Regions from separate parts of the Mus musculus genome. Here region 1 is linked to region 2. The links are chromatin contacts, called in public HiChIP or PLAC-seq maps. All regions are on one chromosome and are shown on one strand. Each heading gives the region's core, a stretch centred on a gene start, on an enhancer-like site or on the middle of the called end of the contact. The rest is flanking DNA. Distances are from core to core; before and after follow the strand shown.

Region 1 (2,775 bases), core at 222-2,721, 36 kb before region 2:
TTGTGTCCCATACCAGCTGTGACCTGAATGTGTCCACCTCAGGTGCTGATGCTTCTGTAAGAGTCTGACTCAAGCACAGTATTTTTGAAGTGTTTGAAAAGCACAGAAACACAGGCCTCCTTGTTCTCTGTGACACTAGAGAGCTTGGAACCTGAGACACTGTTGTCTGATTTGTTCATTATCATCATTACAGGGAGCCAGGAGGTCGCTGGTATATGTCGGCAGAGGGTATTTTTTTTTAAAGGAACATGACTTGTGGGGTTGCATTTCGTGAGTACGCTAGATTGTTGTTTCTCAGATCTGTGTTTAGGTAGGGGTCCCACGAGCATGTTTGCTAGAGGCATGAGCTGTAGACTTTCCCCACAGGCAGTCCAAATCCACGTATCATGGACCATCCAAACAGGGAACAGCAACAGAAAGCTCATTTTTAGTTTGCAGACACATTAACATTTCATGATGGTTAAAGGCCGAGCTCGATGGCGGGGCTTCATAGGTTACTCTGCCTTCGTCTTGCCTTGTGTTGGGAATTAAATGTGTGTGTGGCTGTGGGATTCCGTCTCCTCAGCGCCTGGAGTTCTGAAAACCCCTTTGCATAGTCTAGCTGAGGAGATGCTCCCGTAGGGATAATAAATCACAGAGGAGTTTACTTTAAGACAGTTTGTTAGTATGCATACTTTTATCCTTTTTTAGAGATCAAAGTGAATTTGTATGTAAATGAGGACATGTTTTTCTGCATTTTATTCTATTCTATTTTGTTTGTTTGTTTTCAAAACAGGGTTTCTCTGTATAGCCCTGGCTGTCCTGAAATTCTCTCTGTTAGACCAGGCTAGCCTCTAACTCCCAGAAATCAGCCTGCCTCTACCTCTCAATTGCTAGGATTAAAGGCGTGCACCAACAGCACCCTGTTATTTTTCTTTTAAATTAAATTGCAATTATATAATTTCCCTTTTCTTTTTCCTCCATCCAATCCCTCTCAGTTCCTCTCAAATTCGTTTTCTTTATTGTTATTATTATATGTATAAAAACACATAAATCTATAAATACAATTTACTGGTTTATTTAGCGTTAGTTGTATGCATATTATTTCAGGGCCGACCACTTGGTATGGGATAACCAATTAGGGCTCATCCCTGGGGAAGACTAATTCTCAGCTTTCCTTGGTTGTCTCCAGTTCTTTGTTTAAGGGTTGGGTCTCATGGATTCCCCTTCCCTGTTTGCATGTTAAAAGACATTTTTCTTCCATTCTTTAGCAAGAACTATATGAGCCCCAGCCTTCTCTGGGCAGACTCTTAAAATATCTGCAGTCAGCAGCCTCTTAAAGAGGAATGTTAATTGTTACCATGATGTCAAAGAGGCCCCAGGAGAAGGGCCTGGGCCAAACTCAGCCTGTCACTCTCTCAGTGGCTGAGTGCGAGATAGACAAGGCAGAAACACAGAGAACTTGGCCCTCTCCGTTCCCCCAAACAGCTCAGTCAGGAGGGCAGGCTGAGGCTCTGCAGCAAGGCTCTTACCAGCGGAGGACAATGGCCTTCCAGATGTTAGCACCAAAGTGAAAGGCAGATCCGCAGATCCGTGGTGCTGCAGGTTCCTTGCCTTTGTCCTTAGCAAACCCGAATTGGGATGTCAGGAGTTTCAGAGGAGGACCCAGAGGGTCTGGCCCCCCAGGGTCTGCCAGCATTGGGCGGAGCCTGCTTAGCCACCATGGACAAAAAACTTAATGTGCTGACTGAGAAGGTCGACAGACTCTTGCATTTCCAAGAAGATGTCACAGAGAAGCTGCAGTGTGTGTGCCAAGGCATGGATCACCTGGAACAAGATCTGCATCGGCTGGAGGCCTCCCGGGAGTTGAGTCTGGCAGGGTCTGGCAGCACTCCCCCAACCACGGCTCAGGCCGCATGGCCTGAGGTCCTGGAGCTGGTGAGGGCTGTGCGGCAGGAGGGTGCCCAGCATGGTGCCAGGCTCGAAGCCCTCTTCAAGATGGTGGTGGCTGTGGACAGGGCTATTACTTTGGTAGGGTCCACATTCCAGAATTCCAAGGTGGCTGATTTCATCATGCAAGGAACCGTGCCCGGGAGAAAAGGCAGTCTGGCCGATGGCCCGGAGGAGGTTGGTTCTGGATTCCCTGACCTGGCTGGAGTGGTTTCCGGAGACCCTGATGGGGAACTGGGACAGGAAATGGTTCTTAGGAGAGCTGGAGACAGTGTTTCCTTGTGTATTCTGTGTCTTGTTGTAGAGGAAATGAAAGGTGGAAATTTAAAGACCATAGATGGATTTCCACATAGTCCAGTGATCCCCACTCTCTTCAAAAACAAAAAGAATGAGGTGGTGATCCAGTCAGAATGGATCCTTGGGCAACTCCAGGCAACCGACCGAGACATGAGGGACAAACTAGCTGTGAGAGTGCTGAGGTCTGAGCTCAGGGAGAGGAAGGAGAGGAGAAAGAGGGAATGGGGAGCGGTGCTGATTTAATGACTTGTAGAGCTGTCGGGTCAAGTGCTCTCTCTCTTTGTCTGAGGATTCACATCATTCTAACTTCTTTCCTCTATTTCCCTTTTCATTTTTTCCTTCTCCCGACTAGAGAGCCTGAACCCAGTCTTGTAGTTACTAAAGCTACATCCTCAAGGCTTTGAACATTGTTAATAATTTCTTTTATAAATAATTTACATAAATTTTATGAATCCTGGATCATTAGTTCCAACCCCTGTTTCCTTAAAACAGAAACTAAGCACAAAGCAAAAGCACATTTCCTTATAGTTTTTACATGACCTGCTCTTC
Region 2 (2,700 bases), core at 38-2,537:
GAGGGGGTGGACTCTAGAATTTGGAGTCAGATATGGTAGGTGGTAGCAAATGATCTCAGGAGAGTCAAATCAGCAGCTTGGTTGGAAGAGGCCAAGTTCTTGGAAGGGAGCTCATTTATACCAATCCTGTGGTTTCAGCATCAGATGAATGAAAATGGGGACATGTCTGCTCCTAAGTATAGTTGAGAAGGTTTTATTGCAGATATGAGGTAGAGCACAGCCAGAGGCATCTGGAAGAGTCCAGACTGAACTAGACCATGAATAGGGGTGGGGAGGCAAAAGAGGAATGGGGGGGGGGCAAGTGGACCAAGGGAGAAGCCAAAGACCAAGAGGCTAAGAGCAAGCCAAGAGACCAAGAAAGCACATGGCAACAAAGACAGTCAAGAGAACATGCAGTCAAAATGGCTGAGTTACATAGGGAAGAGAAGCCAAGACCCTGGGAGGGGAAGGTTTAGGGTTGAGGTCAGGATGAGAAGTGCTGGGAGGAGCCCCAAAATTGAGAAAGACTTGTTTATAGCACAGAAAGGAAATACACATGTACCAGGCTGGGAAACTCTGGAATCCATTGCAGAACATCCCTCAGAGCATTTTTATCAGAGGGGTGAAAGAGTTGGTTCCTAGCAGTTCTTTCTTCTTTGTGGGTTGTTCTTAAGTGTGGGGCCTGAGTCAATTTCCTGATATTTCGGGGTGATAAAAAACAAGCTTCAGTTGGAAAGACATCAAGCAAAGAGATGCAGGTACTGGGTACCAGTCAGAGAAGAGGTACATTAACAGTGTTGTGTGGTTATGTCAAAGAGTGGCTCCTTTTCTCTCTCTGACTGGATTTCCTGAGCTATTTTCTTAAGCCTGTTCTAGTTTCATTCTTGTTGCTGTAATAAGACTTGGATGGAAGCAACTTAGGAGCGGTCAGAGGTTCAGATACTACCAACACTGGGGGGGGGGGGGGGACAGGGCAGGAACTCAAGGAACTTGAAGTGGAAACCACAGAGGAATGCTGCTTTTGGCTCACACACACCCATGCTTAGCTAAGCTTTCTTTGATGGCCCCCAGGGACTACAAAAGGCTTTGTGTTGGCTGTATCCTGCAGGGAAAGTTTAAAGCCTTAGTCAGTCAGCTAGGTTATCTTGCCTCTCTGCCTTAGCCTGAGCCCAGTAAAGCTAATATTTCATGGGCTTCAAGGACAATAGTATCTATTAGAGCCTGAATCAGAGAAATAGAAAGCTGTTTGAACATGGTGGCTGGTGCCTTTAATCCCAAACACTCAGGAGGCAGAGGCCCAAGGATCTCTCTGAGTTCAAGTCCAGCCTGGTATGTCATAATAGTGAGTTTCAGCACACCCAGGGATAACTAGAGAATCCTGTCTCTTTTCTTTTTTCTTTTTTTTTTTTTTTTTTGGTTTTTCGAGACAGGGTTTCTCTGTGTAGCCCTGGCTGTCCTGGAACTCCCTTTGTAGACCAGGCTGGCCTCGAACTCAGAAATCCGCCTGCCTCTGCCTCCCAAGTGCTAGGATTAAAGGCGTGCGCCACCACCGCCCGGCACGAGAATCCTGTCTCAAACAACAGCAAAAGTCAATAAATACAGACCTGATTAGTGGACACATTGTGTTAGAATACACTTTACAGTTACTCTAGAGCAGTGGTTCTCAACCTGTGGGTTTTGACCCCTTTTGGGGGTGGAATAACCCTTTCCCAGGGGTCACCTAAGACCATCAGAAAACACAGATATTTACATTATAATTCATACCAGTAGTGAAATTACAGTTATGAAATAACAATGAAAATAATTTTATGGTTGGGTCACTACAACATGAGCAACTATTAAATGGTGGCATTAGGAAGGCTGAGAGCCATTGCTGTAGAGATAAGGAAAGAGCTGCATGAGATAGGAGATTGTTCAGAATGTCCTCTCCCCCATCTCCCACCTTCATGAGAACATGCGAAGCCAATTTATGCAATGGAGCAGTTACAGAAGTCGAGCTTGTGATACACTGAGCTTGTGATATACTCATGGTCCTTTCTCTTCTCCATAGACTCAGTGGTTTGTCCCCATTTCTAGGGGAGACAGATGCAGAGACCATGAATTTTATTGTGAACTGCAGCTGGGATTTCGATGCTGATACCTTCAAAGGGCTGTCGGAGGAAGCCAAGGACTTTGTTTCCCGGTTACTGGTCAAAGAGAAGAGGTATTTTTACTTGCTGGTCATTCAGTGGCCATTATAATGGGCCCTGATCTGCGTGCTGAGCTAGTATGCTGAATTCTTTCTTCCTGAGAAATTTCTTAGTCTTTTACTTGCTTGGAATATTAAAATGAGCAGCAGCTAGACAGCAGAGTCTTAGAAGAGTTATATCACAAATGAGTTTTATTTCCATGTTACCACTTATAATAAGCTAATGTTGAAAAAAGTTGAGGTATGTAGATATCACCCTTGGAATACAGGTCTGAGTACTTCATTTCTTGGTCACAAAGGCATTCTTAGACTTCAGCAAAGTCTTAGGGTGACTTCTGCTGTGATGAGACACCATGACCAAAAGCAACACGGGGAGGAAAGGGTTTATTTCATTCACAGTTCTGTATAACAGTTCATCATCAAAAGCAGTGAGGGCAGGAACCTGGAGGCAGGAGCTGATGCAGAGGCCATGGGGGGATGCTGCTTACTGACTTGCTCAGCCTGCTTTTTTTTTTTTTTTTTTTTTTAATAGA

What was found. HiChIP or PLAC-seq counts read pairs in DNA pulled down with a chosen protein or histone mark.
Region 1: a contact with region 2 is called in an H3K27ac HiChIP or PLAC-seq map of embryonic fibroblasts, with 12 read pairs. The contact joins the promoter of Mylk3 here to the enhancer-like site in region 2. A contact is called at or near these places in 1 of 39 promoter capture datasets (erythroid cells), 1 of 484 Hi-C or Micro-C datasets (cardiomyocytes), 3 of 115 datasets of contacts at active chromatin or transcription factors (embryonic fibroblasts and embryonic stem cells) and 2 of 9 other capture datasets (adipose tissue and embryonic stem cells).

The regions. Positions count from the first base shown.
Region 1 is chr8:85,364,020-85,366,794 of GRCm38.p6, reverse strand. It overlaps Mylk3 (myosin light chain kinase 3), which reads left to right and starts at 1,471. Exons shown (of 13, transcript NM_175441.5): 1 at 1,471-2,106. The coding sequence starts at 1,621.
Region 2 is chr8:85,328,013-85,330,712 of GRCm38.p6, reverse strand. Mylk3 (myosin light chain kinase 3) reads left to right here. Exons shown (of 13, transcript NM_175441.5): 11 at 2,030-2,182. Among named protein-coding and RNA genes, the nearest start is that of Gm22336, 14 kb to the right of the region's middle. Within about 2 kb of position 1,287, at least 29 of the 459 cell types and tissues checked have an H3K27ac peak or open chromatin away from gene starts, as enhancers often do. A contact at or near this core is called in embryonic fibroblasts, where this site is marked.